2 separate regions of the Mus musculus genome follow, and region 1 is linked to region 2. Evidence: chromatin contacts called from public Hi-C data. All regions are on one chromosome and are shown on one strand. Each heading gives the region's core, a stretch centred on a gene start, on an enhancer-like site or on the middle of the called end of the contact. The rest is flanking DNA. Distances are from core to core; before and after follow the strand shown.

Region 1 (7,231 bases), core at 3,716-6,215, 81 kb after region 2:
AGCAGGATAAACTAGAGAGGAAGTAAGTCACTGGGACCAATAAGGGTTTGTGTTGTTCTAGATCTCCCCTGCTCTGCCTTTCCTTCCTGACCTCCTTGTGATGAGAAGCCTTGCCCACCACACAGTTTTGCTGCTGTACCTCTCTTCAAGTCCAAAAGTAACAGAGCAGGATGCCCAGGAGCCAAAATAACTCCTCCTCTGATATTTTGTCAAAGCGATGGAGAGCCCTAAGACACTAGATGTTGTGATGCTGTGTGAAGTTACCATTGTTTGCCTATTTTCCTTTGTAGGGACACTGAGAAACATTCTATTTTGTGTCTGCTCTGAATAAAAATGCAATGGACACTTTTGCACAGAGCTTCCAGTTTGGGGCACTTTTCTTGTGTTATTTTCAGGTTTCTGCATCTTGAACAGCAGAGGGTGTCAGTGAGCCAACAAATAGCCACCTGGAGAGCTCAACTCAGCTCAGCTTTTCCCAGGAGGAAGCAGATCTCAGTGGTCCAACATTTGTTACCATCTTCCCCGTCCTGAAACTTAGGAAGACTTGGGTACACAGATATGAAGACATTTTGACAACTGTAAAAAATTTAAGTAATGTTCTTAATTTATTCTTTTGCTGCTGTTTCCTGGTTTGTTTGCGTTTTTTTGTTTGTTTGTTTGGTTGGGTGTTTGTTTCTTCAGGGTTGCCCTTTTCTTCCTTTGCAGTCATGAGTCCACAAGGTGGCAGGAGAGCGCTTATGTGGGCAGATGCCTGAGCTCTATACACAGGGCTCAGAATTCTCACCCAGATGTGTCTAATGATCAGACAATAATCTATGCCTAAACCTGAAGGTCAGCCATTACTCTTAGCCTTCTCTTTTCCCCTTGAGACAGAGTCTCATTAGGCAGTCCTGGCTGGCCTGGAACTTGCTATGTAGAGCAAGTTGGCCTTGAACTCACAGGCATCACCCTGTCTCTGCTCCTCTGGAGTGCTGGGATTAAAGACATGGACCACCATACCTGGCTACCCTCTGTATTTTTAAGTATATGCAACCAAAATTTACTGCTGTTTGTTTGTTTGTTTATTTATTTATTTATTTATTTTTGCCAATGATCCAGTCTACCCGCAGTGTTTGGCCTAGGCACACCTACTCAAACTGCTGTTACACCTCCAGAATGGTACACCCTACTTCTGTAAAGTGTCACCTTCAGAGACTTGATGGCTTTTCTGATGTGTGGACTCTTGATGGCTTGGGTAATTCCATGGCTATTTTTAAAGGGAATAAATAAGAGGAGCTGACCTCTTGATTTGCATAATTGTGTGTTGTTTCTGGGGCAAGAGGGCAGTGAACCATTTTCTTTCCAGGATCACACAAGGTGCTTATAGAAAGACGAGCTGGGTGGGTCATTACCAGGGACTGTGCATGAAGTGTTTCATCCTTGGTTGGAAGGAGCCCTGCCCCCGCAGGGGATGAGAACAGACAAGTGAATACCTGTGAAACCCTCAAGTCCCTGGGTGGCACATTGTCCAGCTGGGCTCTGTGTAGCTCTGTTCTGGTGAGCATCTTACTCATGGAGGCTGCCCATTGCACCCCTCAGGGGTTTTTGACTATGATTTAGTGGGTTTACTCAGATGAAAGGCTGGGTTTGTTTGGGTTGCTTGGGTGTTTCTCACATCAGATCTTCTGACTCCAGAGACTAAGAAGCTATTAAGACAGCTTCAGCTGCAGAGAAGAAGACCTGGAGCCAATGGGTTTGACAACAGGAGTGGAGCACTGCCTGTGGCCTCCAGAATCATTACAACCTGACAGTTTAGACTCTAAAAGACTTCTGAATCTAGAAGATCTGGGATTCGTCATTTGAACGCATTCGCCAAAAGGGGGTACTGTGCAGCCAAGCTTGGAAGTTGCTGCTCTGTGTACCTGGTTCATGGGTTAGGGGCTCCTTAAATGGATCTTCAAGGCTCAGGATTCAGGTGGTTCCCACAGAAGTAGTCAGGGGGGTCCTGGCTGATGTATTCTGGGGAGCTGCATCTAGGCTGAGAAGTGGTCTGGGGGACTGATGCATGAGGGGAGCAGAGGCAAAACATAAGAGCTGGGGACACAGCTGCCTCTTGTTCTGATGTTCTCTTCCCCTGTGTCCTGTCTCCCCCCCCCCCCCCAGTATCCCTTCTACCACCTACTGTGCTCACACTGGAGTGAACAGCAGAGCAGCATGGTGATGTCTTCCCTCCATGCTGTCTCCACCCAAGAGCAGGGCGCCTGTGCTGTGCTGTGCTGTGCTGTGCTGTGCTGTGCTGCGTTTTCCATCTGAGATCTGGCAAACTTTTGCAGTGCAGGCTCCCTACCCACCATAAATGTAGCTGGAACACCAGCGCTGGCAGCTACTTCCGCTCAGCTGGACAGTAGCCCTAACGCCAAGGTCAGAGGATGTGGAATGGCGTGAGCTGGGGAAACCATGGGGTGGTCTCTTCAGCCACAGCTGCTGCTGTTAAAAGCAAAACAAACACAATGTGGGGTATGATGGAGCACGCCTTTAATCTCAGCGCTGGGGAGGCAGAGGCAGGCAGATCTCTGAGTTCAAGGCCAACCTGGTCTAAAGAGTGAGTTCCAACACAGCCAGGGCTACACGGAGACACCCTGTTTCAAAATAACAACTAAACCCCTACTGTAATACATAAACATCAGAAACCATTACTTCTGTTTTTAAGATTTTTGGTCTGAGATTTGAAGACATCTGTCCTGTGAAGACTACATCTTCTTAAGATAGCACATGGCCCGAAATGCAGTTAACAAGGGAACAGTGCCAAGGAGTCAGGAGAAAATGCTTACTGCTCTGTCTGGGGCAAAGGGCCAGGCTGCGGCCTGGGCAGGGAGAGTCCTGCCAGGAGACTGGGGCAAGACTGGGTAGTAGCTGAGCAGGACAGATGTGGGAGAGTTCAGAGGAGGGTTGTGTGAGGAAGACTAGAGTCCGCATCGCCAGAACCTGCACACTCATATTCATGGAGGCCGTGGCGGTAACAGCCAAAGCTTGGAAGCGCTGAGGTATCCTTCAGGAGGCGAAGGAGTATACATCCTGTTGCACCCAGACAATGGAAGCGTGTTCAATTATGAGCTGCCAAGCCAGGAAAAGACATGGAACAATATTACTGGAAAACACCCGAGTTCAGTTCCCCGTACCCACATGTCAGCTCACAACTCTGTAACTTCAGTTCCAGGGGATCTGATGAAGATCCAGGGCGTCCTCCGGCGTCCTCTTCCATGTCCACTTCATGCATCTGAGGTACAGATGGACATGCATGTAGGCATAACACTTACCCATACCCATGAAAAAAAATCTTGAATATAAAACAGAGAATACATGTCTAGGCTGAGCATGATGGCACACACCTTTAATTCCAGCACCAAGGAAGTGGTGACAGGCCAATCTTTGTGAGTTCAAGGCCAACCGGATCTACATGAGTTGCAAACTAGGCGGGGCTACATAGTGAGACCCTTTCTAACATAAACAAACAAACAAACAAAACAAATACTGAGAGAAGCCAGACTGAAAAAGTTATGCTGTAGGCTCCTATCGGTGCCATTCTGGAAAAGATAAGTCTGTAGAGAAAGGAAAAAAAAAAAAGTGGTGTTACCAGGGGGTGGGATGTTGAGACAGAGGGCAGGGACTTAACACGGTAATCCATTCTGCATGAGTCAGGTCCAGAGAGCAGGCAGCAAAAGCAACATGGACCACAGGTCCACTGGTGACTCCATAGTTGTGTGGTTTAACAAAGAAAAACGCTCTGGTGAGGATCCTGATAGAGGAACTCGTGTGTACGTGTGTGTGTGTGTGTGTGTGTGTGTGTGTGTGTGTGTGTGTGTGTATGTGTATATGTATGTGTGTATGTATGTGTATGTGTGTGTGTATGTGTTTGTATGTGTGTGTATGTGTACATGTGTGTGTATGTATGTGTGTATTTATGTGTGTGTATGTGTATTTATGTGTGTGTATGTATGTGTGTGTATGTGTACATGTGTGTGTATGTGTGTGTATGTGCATGTGTGTGTGTATGTGTGTGTGTGTAGGGGGTGGTCAGGGGCATTTGGAAAATCTTTCTCCTTGATGCTTACTCTTTCTACAAAACTGAAAAGTTTGTCTTTGTAAAATAAGCATATGACAGGGCTAGGAGTGTGGTAGAGTGTAGTAACCAAGCATCAACAAAGCCCTGGTTTGATGCCCTAGCACCCCATGTACTGGGTGTGGTCACACTCTGATCCCAGTACTCAGTAGGTAGAGGTAGGAGCATCAGAAGTTCAAAGTCATCCTCCACTACGTTGTGAATTCGTGACCATTTTGGGATACAAGAGCTCCTGTCCTATTTCAAACAAACAAACAAACAAACAAACAAACAAACAAAAAGGCAATTCTTCCTGAGCCGGCACGGTGAGACATGACTGTGATCCTGGCACTCTGGAAGCTGAAGCAAGAAGACTGATTGCAAGTTCAAGATCAACTGGGTTATATATTAATACTGTCACAAACAAACAAAAAAAGTGAGACAAGAAATCAAGCAAGCAGACAAACAAACGTAAAAAGGAATGACAGAAACTTGCCTCAAGAGATCAAGGTCAATTGAAATGTTCCAGAAAGAGGAAAAAAGAGACACTTTCACTGGGGCTGGCGACTGCCTAGTGCCATCTTCTGGCTCACAGCCACCTTGTATCTACCTTTCCTCCCTATAAAAGCCCTTTCTTCCTTAAGATAGTCTCCTCCCATTTCCTCGCGCCAGGACCACCAAGTGGCGATATGGCTACGGGCATGGGTATGGGCGTGTGCCCTGAGAGGCTACACGACAGAGTGCTGTTGGGCACGTTTCGTCCTGAGACAGTTGTTGGCATGTTGGTCTCAGGCCACCTGACCTGTTACTCCACTTCTGCAATCTCTGTGAAGCAGGCCTGGAGCTATTGCCTCACCGACCGACCAAGGACAAACAACAGCGGCGGCCACAGCCCAGCGCACCCTGACGGTCCTTGGGGATACTGTCCAGCCCCAGCTCGGCTGTGCCTGACTCTCGGAGCCTGAGCTGCTTCCTGTTTTGAACGTTCTCTGGCGAGTACAGTTCAGGCTTTTATCAAAGTACACGCTGCTTTCCTTCCCCGGGGATCTCACTTTGCAGCCAACTGGGACGCTGCACAAGTACACTTGGGACCTAAAGCGTGTGCATGTTGTTTACAATTCTGAAGATTTCATCACGCCAGTTTCTAAAAATAACTTGGCGTGGCATAGGCGTCACTGTGAATTCCTGGAAAAGTGGGTGTTTTCCTAGAGGAGGGAAGGAGGCAGAACAGAGTGGTCAGTACAGCCTGATGCAGGAGGCTCCTGCCAGAAAGGCAAGGCGGAAGCCACTCAGAGGGCTCCTTGGAGCTGAACTGCCCTTCCTACCTCCACATCAGAGGCAGAACTCCTGCTAACAGCCAGCAGGGGCTGAATTCATTTCAGGTTCCCACCTCTGGTTTATTTCACTACAGAGAAATAAACATCCTCTTTATAACCCCTTCTCCCCAATGCCCCGGGACTTCTCCCAGCTGGGTCAAAGTCACATTTGTCACTTCTGCCACCTTTGGCTCATACACCCTATCTTCTTTTTGCTTGGGTCCTCACTATGTAATTATTAGGCCATGGCCAGTGTGGCCATGCAAACCCTCAGTATTATTCTGGCTCTTTATACAGGAAAAGTGCACTGTTTATCAGAGAGGGCTACTGTGAAGGTTAGTTTTATTATTTATTTATTTATTTATTTATTTATTTTTAAAAGATTTATTTATTTATTATATGTAAGTACATTGTAGCTGTCTTCAGACACTCCAGAAGAGGGAGTCAGATCTCGTTACGGATGGTTGTGAGCCACCATGTGGTTGCTGGGATTTGAACTCTGGAGCAGTCGGGTGCTCTAACCCACTGAGCCATCTCACCAGCCCTTTTTATTATTTTTAAATCACTTTTTGGTGTGTCTATGTCTATGTAAGCGTGTGCCATATGGGTGCAGGGTCCTCTTGGATTAGAGTTGTAGGTGATTTATGATCTATCTGATCTGGTCCTGGGAACCAAACTGGAGTCCTCAGTAAGAGCAGCAAGTTTTTAAATTGCTGAGCCATTTCTCCAGGGCCCCCTTCCTTAAAAAGTTTTATTTTATGTGCACATGGGTGTTTTGCCTGTATGCATGTACGCACATCACATATGTGTATTGCTTATGTGTTGTGGGACGTAATAAAAAATGGTATCATCCCACGCAATACACAGCTGCTCTCTGTCCCCAACGGTCTTGCCACCTCTAAGCCAGCCCCAGGTTCCGGATTGCCTGCCTCAGAGCCTCTTGTACCTTCTCAGCATCCACCCCCTAGGCTAGTTATCACAAATTCCCTTAATCAGTAAATCAAAACTCTAGAAGCTTATAATTAATCAGTCAGATTTATATATCAATAAATTCTCAATTCACAAGATGCCCACACAATAATTTCAGAGCCAATTGATAATGATACAAGCTGCCCGCCTAGATTAGATGTTATCTCAAGTATTCTTTCCTTTTATGATTTTTTTTTTTTTTTTTTTTTTTTTTTTTGGTTTTTCGAGACAGGGTTTCTCTTTAGCCCTGGCTGTCCTGGAACTCACTTTGTAGACCAGGCTGGCCTCGAACTCAGAAATAATCTGCCTGCCTCTGCCTCCCGAGTGCTGGGATTAAAGGCATGAGCCACCATGCCCGGCCCTTTTATGATATTTTAAAGCCACACAGAATCTGGATTGTCTTTCTCTTTCTCCATCTTCCTTCCTTCTCCTCTCTGTCCGCTCTCTTCCATCTCTAAAAATCCTCACCCGTCTTCCTTCTCCACTGCCCAGTCACAGGCTTCTTGTTGTATTACTACTTAAATTCATTGGGGGAAAATTCTGCTACACTTATGGAGGCTAGAAGAGGGCATTGGATCTTTTGGAACTGGAGTTACAGGTGGCTGCGAGCTGCCCCTGGGTACTGAACCCAGATCCTAGAAGATATAGTCTAGTGTTCTTAACTTCTGAGTCACCTCTCCAGCCACAATGGTTAATCTTACTTGTCAACTTGACACAATCTATAATCATCTGAGACCAGAGTCTCAGTGAGGAATTTGCTAGGTGGGGCTCGGCTTGTGGGGATGTCTGTGAGGGACTATCTTAAGTGCCTTAGTTGGTGTGGGAAGCCCCAGCCTGAAGGTGCAAAGCATAGTTTCTTGGTTGGGAG
Region 2 (7,180 bases), core at 1,430-3,929:
GTATGTAAACATATACATGATATATATACAGATGATAGATATAGATGCAGATGATAGATATAGATGATGTACAATGTACATGCACATACGTCTTGCAAGTTCACATCAACATTAAATTCAAAGTCCGGACCACAAAGCTTCTGCCTAGTGCCCTGCGCACAGCGGAATCTCTCTCTGTCCTTCACACTGAGCATTTTTGTTCTCATGCAATCAGGAGGTGATGCAATCACCCCATTCCTGCGCTCATGTCATACAAGCAATGGTTTCAGGACTCAGTGGTTTTGATGTTGACACGATGAGTGTGATAACCATGACTGGATGGTGGCCTTGCACTTGCCACATGCCCCCCACCCCCACCGTGTGGTTGCATCCTAACAGCCTGGACAGTTCCACAGCCATTCTAACCTGCTGTCCCTTCAGACTTTCATTTGTTGTCTCCCCCCGCACCCAACCGTCTGGTGAGGAATCTCAAAGGATTTTCTAAATCTCAGAATACTTCATATTTCCCAATGGATCTATGCAGATTGAGCCTGGCAGGTTGCCCTAAGCACAGGTCACATGTGGCTTCTATGTCTTCACCTTCTGTAGGGTCTAACTCACAGAGGGGCTCTGGGTTCCATGCTCATAGCCTGATTGGTGTCCCTGTCTGATTCCTTAGGGAAATGTCACTGTCCTTATGGGCAGCCGTAGGAACAATGCCACCTGAATTCCTGCATGATGTCCACTCTGCAGCTGGATGCAGGCTTTTCCAGACGCTAACCCTTAGCCTTACGCTTGCTGCTCTTCCTTCTCTCGGTTCACAGCTGCTCTCAGCTAACCCATGATCACACTTTTGTCTCCTTTCCTTTATACACAGAGTACATTGGCACCTGAGATTTCTCTCATGTTGCTAGTGTACTCTCTGGGGTTGCTGCTCTGGGTCTTGGTTTCACGAACGCTGCTCTTTCAGTAAACAGTTTCCTTTTAAAAACATTTTTTTGTGTCTCAAAAGATAAATGAGCTCACTACCCTTGCAGAGGACCCAGCCTGGAGTCCTAGCACCCATATTGAGGCTCATAAATGCCTGCAACTCCAGTTCCAGGGGGATCCAATACCCTCTCTGGTCTCCACTGGTCCCACTGGCTCATATAAACTCATACAAATTTACATACAAAATGTACATACAAAATTTAAATAGATTAAATTTAAAATTAAATCATTTACTTACTTACTTACTTATTTTTGGGTAGGGGATCCATGCTATGCTTTTTATTTGTTGTTGTTGTTTTGAGACAGGGTTTCTCTGTATAGACTGGCTGTACTGGAACTCACTTTGTAGACCAGGCTGACCTCGAACTCAGAAATCTGCCTGCCTCTGCCTCCCGAGTGCCGGGATTAAAGGCATGTGCCACCACGCCCGGCTCATACTATGCTCTTACCTCTGAGCCATCTCAGCAGTCCCTAGCTTCCTCTTAAAGCATCCTAAGTGGCATGTTTCTGTACTCTGAATTTGTGTCTCCATCATCTGCAAGGACCCCCCACTGTCCTTATGTTAGGATAACTGCTCATCTTCAATGTTCACCCATTTTCTTTTTATTTTTTCATGGTCTCTCTTTCCATTTCTCACAAAATATTATTTGTTGGGCTCATATGTTCATACTCCTTCTATATCTATACTTCTAAAGTATCGTTTCTAGTTTGTGAGTCTTGGCACATCAATTACACATTTTTCTAACCTGGATTTATGTTCTGTCTTGCCCAGCTTTCTTGATGTCTTTTAGGTCCATTGTAAATAACCTTCATGGGTCCCTTCTGCAGGAGAGTGAGTTTCTGTGATGTGCTTTCACTAATTATAGGGACATTTCTTTGTTTCTTGTTCCCTTCCTCTCTCTATTGTATCTGGATATGATCTGAGATTCTCCAATGGTCATTTGACATTTGAATCCATCCCCACTCCCACCCTAACCCAGCATTTCCCGCTAGAGATCTGTGTCCCACACCATACAGAGTGCTCTGGAATTTTCTTCCTTACATCTCCACAATGAGGCAGCAGCTACAAGCCACGAAACGACCCCCTCAATATACCCCAGAGGGTGAGGCAAGAGCTAACTGGACATTTTCCAAATGACCAATGCCACAGGGCTGAGCTTCTTACCTGTGATTTCTGGAGCTAGTGGTCCTCATGGATCCCTGGAGTAAGCTGGAAAACTGGAGGGGTATTCCTGGTGCCCTTTTGTTTTTTATATTTTACATATGCATGTATGTATGTACATATAGTCCAGGCTGGCCCCCTGCCTCAGCTTCCTGAGTGCCAGTATTACAGGCAGTAACTGCCATATCTTCTTTTAAAAAATCCCATCTGAAAGATGCTTGACTCCCACAGCAGAGCCCCTTTCCTGGTAGAGTCCTGCCAGTCTCCCCTGGTGCTTTACATGTATAACCGGCTATCTCCATGTTACATGTGTGACCACCTCTCCCCATGCATCTGCTGTTGCTGATTTTCTCCCTAGATCATCACTGTGGTCCTGTAGGTCCAGGCTCAGGTCAGCTCAGCATCCCAGCATCCCTGGCTAGGAAACTGGCTTGTCATCACAACCATGTGCCTTATCTCTTCTTTCCTGGGGCATAAACTACAGAGGATGCAGAGGCTCCTCGGAGTCTGCAAGCCCCTTAGTGGCTGGGTGACAGCTGGGGGAGTGTCAGGAAGCCCAGGGACACATGCTTTGCCATGAAGGTCACAGACCCACCTTATCTGGTAATAGACGTTCCTGAATTGCACTTCTCAAGAATAAATGCCAGTGATGGTTCGCTCTGTGCCTCCCTTCTCTTCCCCAGTCATTGTAACCAGTTATAAAAAAAACTCACACGAAAAATGCTTTCATTTTAGAAACCAAAACAATTTCCTAAGGTTCCATCTCAGGTTTGCTAGCCTGTTCTCTTACTGTTGACCACCTAGACTATCTCTGATGTTTCCATGGTTTTTTAAAATTATTTTTATTTATGTATATGTGCATGCATGTATGTACCTGTCTGTGAGCACTTGTAGATTTCGGAAGAAGGCACTGGATTCCTGGAGCCAGAGTTGTGAGCCACCTGACATGGGTGCTGGGAGCCGAACTCTGATCCTCTGCAAGAGCAGTAAGTGCTCTTGACGACCGAGCCCCATCCACCGAGTTTCCTTCTGTTTACAGATACTGAAGGCTATAGAAGTACAAGCCCGGGTGTAACACAACTGCCACAGAACACTCAAACAGAGGATTTGGTCTAAAGGGACCTCTGTGTATAGTAGCTTTGACCTGGCAGGATGTTCCACCACATTGCAATATAACTGCAATATAACAATATCCCTGTAGCCACAATCAATAACAGAAGCCAAACCCTTGCTGAAAGTGTGAAATTATGCACCAAACATGGCCACCATACTATACCTCTCTTGTCATTTCCTGGTTACAAAATCGACTCCTAGATGCAACTCTGGTCAGTTCCTGGTCTTTCTAATACAATCCAATTGTCTTAGTCAGGGTTTCTATTCCTGCACAAACATCATGACCAAGAAGCAGTTGGGGAGGAAAGGGTTTATTCAGCTTACACTTTCCACATTGCTATTTATCACCAAAGGAAGTCAGGACTGGAACTCAAGCAGATCAGGAAGCAGGAGCTGATGCAGAGGCCATGGAGGGATGTTTCTTACTGGCTTGCTTCCCCTGGCTTGCTCAGCTTGCTCTCTTATAGAACCAAGACTACCAGCCCAGAGATGGCACCACCCACAAGGGGATGACATCCCCCCCCCCCCCGCCTTGATCACTAACTGAGAAAATGCCTTGCAGCTGGATCTCGTGGAGGCATTTCCCCAACTGAAGCTCCTTTCTCTGTGATAACGCCAACCTGTGTCAAGTTGACACAAAACTAGCCAGTACACCAATTATCTATCTTGTCTGATAATTTCATAATGTGTGCTCCTATCTATTTGTAACAATTCTCCCTACTGTCTAGTTTACTCATTTCCTACCAATTCTTGCACACTTATCCTTCCAGGTTAGAATTCAGGGACATTGGACCAGTGGGTCAATTTGTCTCCCTGAGACTTACACCCTTAGGAAACCCCTCCCCCTTACCTAAAGGTAGAAAATAGCCAAGCACTTCTCAGAACACAAGTATGGCGAGTGACCTTTGGCTTCATTAGCTGTCAGCACACAGCCTCTGCCTCATACTGTGGACTGATACACCTTATGCTTCCTTATACTTGGAAGTGGAGGCTGAAGCTCACTCACCTTAAAAAGGTCTCCTTAAGGGGCTGGGGAGATGGCTCAGTGGTTAAGAGCACTGGCTATTTTTCCAGAGGATCCAGGTTCCCAGCATCCATATGGTGACTCACAACTGTCTATGACTTTAATTCCAGGGTATCTGACTTCCTATTGATCTCCATGGGCACGGCATGGACATGGTGTACATATATATATATATATATATATATATATATATATATATATGCAGACAAAACACTCATACACATAAAAAATAAGTCTAAAAAAAAGTCCCCCTAAGCAGTATGTAGTTCAAGCAACAAACTGCTATGCGGACTTGAGAGGCAGCATCCTAGAAGGCTTGACCAGATGCTACTCAGAACAGTGGATAACTGAACCAAAAGTGAAGTGCAGGCTGCAGAGGTCCTGTGTCAGACACGGTGCTGGGACTCACTTGGAATGGCCACTTCCTATCTGAGGGAGGGTGCCAGCCCAACCCCCTGCCCCCAGGAATCCACATCTCACTTGTTTATAGATGCAACAGCCATCAACATCCTTGTGACAAAAATATTTATGGCTCTCAAATAATAGTAAACAAGAAGGCCGCACCCTGCCCACAGCTTGAAGGTTTTGAGGTTTTAAATTAGACAGATGACAGGGTGCAGTCCTGCCCCTTAACTCAACATGGTGCTTAATTAGCCACCTTTGCTGGGAAAGGACACGTTCTCTGAATATTATGAAAATAGTCTGCTAGCCTTCAACTCTGAGTGTTCTAGAATCAAGGTCATCTTTACAGACCAACTCTCCAAGGACTAGACACCAAACAGAACACACACCTGAGCCCATCTGCCACGTCTGTCTATTCTAATTTCACCAGAGGTGGTTGGAAGATAATACAAAGAGCTGTCATGCAAAGCTTTGCCCTGGAAAGGTGGATTCTGCTGAGGCTTTTGTCTGGCCATTAGTAGAGGAGGAGTTCAGTTGTTTCTCTGGTCACCCTGGTGTGTGTGTGTGTGTGTGTGTGTGTGTGTGTGTGTGTGTCCCCTTAGGTGACCTCTGCTCATTAAAGCAGACCCAGAGCATCCCCAGTTAGGCCGCGGGATGATTCAGAGCAGTGCTCTGTGATTAGTTGATGGCTCTAATTTGGACAGATTGGCATGTGGTGTATGTAAGAACTGTCCGCTGGGTTGGAGCACCGCTGCTAATGTTACACATCTGCTGGGCAGGGCCAAGTCTTCTCTCTAGGGGCCTGCTCCCTCACTCGTGGCTCCCCCACCTCCTGACAAAATGTGTGCTTTTAAAGACTGGTTGAATGAATGCTAAGAGGGACAAGAAGTAGTCAGCTATTGGATGGATCACAGGGCTCCCAATGGAGGAGCTAGAGAAAGTACCCAAGGAGCTAAAGGGATCTGCAACCCTATAGGTGGAACAACATTATGAACTAACCAGTACCCCAGAGCTCTTGACTCTAGCTGCATATATATCAAAAGATGGCCTAGTCGGCCATCACTGGAAAGAGAGGCCCATTGGACACGCAAACTGTATATGCCCCAGTACAGGGGAACGCCAGGGCCAAAAAAATGGGAATGGGTGGGTAGGGAAGTGGGGGGGGGGGGGATATGGGGGACTTTTGGGATAGCATTTGAAATGTAATTGAGGAAAATATGTAATAAAAAATATTAAAAAAAAAGAAGAAGTTCAAACGTGAACAAATCAGCTAGGTTTCTATGTAATTAGGGATGGAATGGAAGTGCTAGACTGTACCATTTATCCAGAGAGCAAACGCCTGTGAACACAGCTAAGAATGACACTTGGGACCGCTGCGCTGAAAACTACAGCCTGTTAGAGACTCAAAAGGGGGGAAAAACTAGAATCAGTTCTGTTCATAAACCCAGACACCCAATATTTTAAACAAGGCAGCTTTCCCCAAACTGACTGGTAAATTCAATGCAACCCAACCCACGGGATTTCTACGAAAATAGAAATTAAACAAGTAGATTCTAAAATCTGTATGGAAATACAAAGACCCACGATGACTTAAAGTAGCTTTTAAAAGAAAGAACAAAATAAAAACATACCCACTATAGAATCGAGTCCAGTCTGGAGGAGTGAGGAACAGAACTGGCCTCAGGCGGACACAGGGAAAACAGACCTCTGGCTACAATGACAGGGCTGGTCAAGCTAGTGGCTAAATGGAGCTTCCCTGGAGAGTCGAAGCTAATCTAAATGAATCTTCCCTGGAGTGATGCCAGAGGCAAGAGGATAAGCAGAAAAAACAGAGGACCAGACCCAATCCTAGGTCACAACTATGTTGTCAAAGCAAAGTTGGCCTGCAGAGTCACATGATGTGGAGCATCACTCGGGAAGGCAAAAGATGCAGCCCACAGTGCTGCTCCTGCACATATTCACGCAAGTGCCTTTTGCCGGTTTTAAACATGTGCTACGGTGCAGGGTTCAGGGCATAAGGCCATTTCTTTATAATCAGGATCTTGCTAGGTGTTGCAGGCTAGTCTGGGGCTTGCTATCTCCTAGCTTCCCCATCCCAAGTGCTGAGATCATGTATGGGTGCCCTCTGTGCTCTGTGTTACAGCCTTTGAAAACTAAATATGTGATGGAAGAAAAGGAAGGGGAATTATATAATTATATTATAATATGCTCAAGATAAAATAAATAATTTTTTAAAAAGGAAGTAAATATGAAACTGTGCACACCTTTAACCCCAGCAGGCAGATCTCTGTGAGTTCAAGGCCAGCCTGGTATACAAAATGAGTTCTAGCATAGCCAGGGTGATTATACAGAGTAACCCTGTCTCAAAACACCCCCACCAAAAAAGTGGTACTATGTCTATTCCACATTCATATGGAAGACATGAACTACCTGCATGAGGCACAAAACTCAACTCTAGGAGAGCTTTGGAAATGTCAAAGGCAAAATATAGAGGCCAGAGAGATAGCTCA

What was found. A called contact is a pair of places that touch in the nucleus more often than the background predicts.
Region 1: a Hi-C map of the N1E-115 cell line shows a contact between it and region 2, with 4 times the contacts expected there. The contact joins two enhancer-like sites. A contact is called at or near these places in 1 of 39 promoter capture datasets (hippocampal neurons), 4 of 484 Hi-C or Micro-C datasets (the N1E-115 cell line, cerebral cortex, granulosa cells and 1 more) and 1 of 9 other capture datasets (pancreatic islet).

Annotation. Positions count from the first base shown.
Region 1 is chr7:138,917,430-138,924,660 of GRCm38.p6, reverse strand. No RefSeq gene overlaps it. Among named protein-coding and RNA genes, the nearest start is that of Bnip3, 12 kb to the right of the region's middle. Within about 2 kb of position 4,965, at least 284 of the 459 cell types and tissues checked have an H3K27ac peak or open chromatin away from gene starts, as enhancers often do. A contact at or near this core is called in the N1E-115 cell line, where this site is marked.
Region 2 is chr7:138,995,975-139,003,154 of GRCm38.p6, reverse strand. All of the region lies in intron 2 of Jakmip3 (janus kinase and microtubule interacting protein 3), which reads right to left. Among named protein-coding and RNA genes, the nearest start is that of Jakmip3, 59 kb to the right of the region's middle. Within about 2 kb of position 2,679, at least 3 of the 459 cell types and tissues checked have an H3K27ac peak or open chromatin away from gene starts, as enhancers often do. A contact at or near this core is called in the N1E-115 cell line, where this site is marked.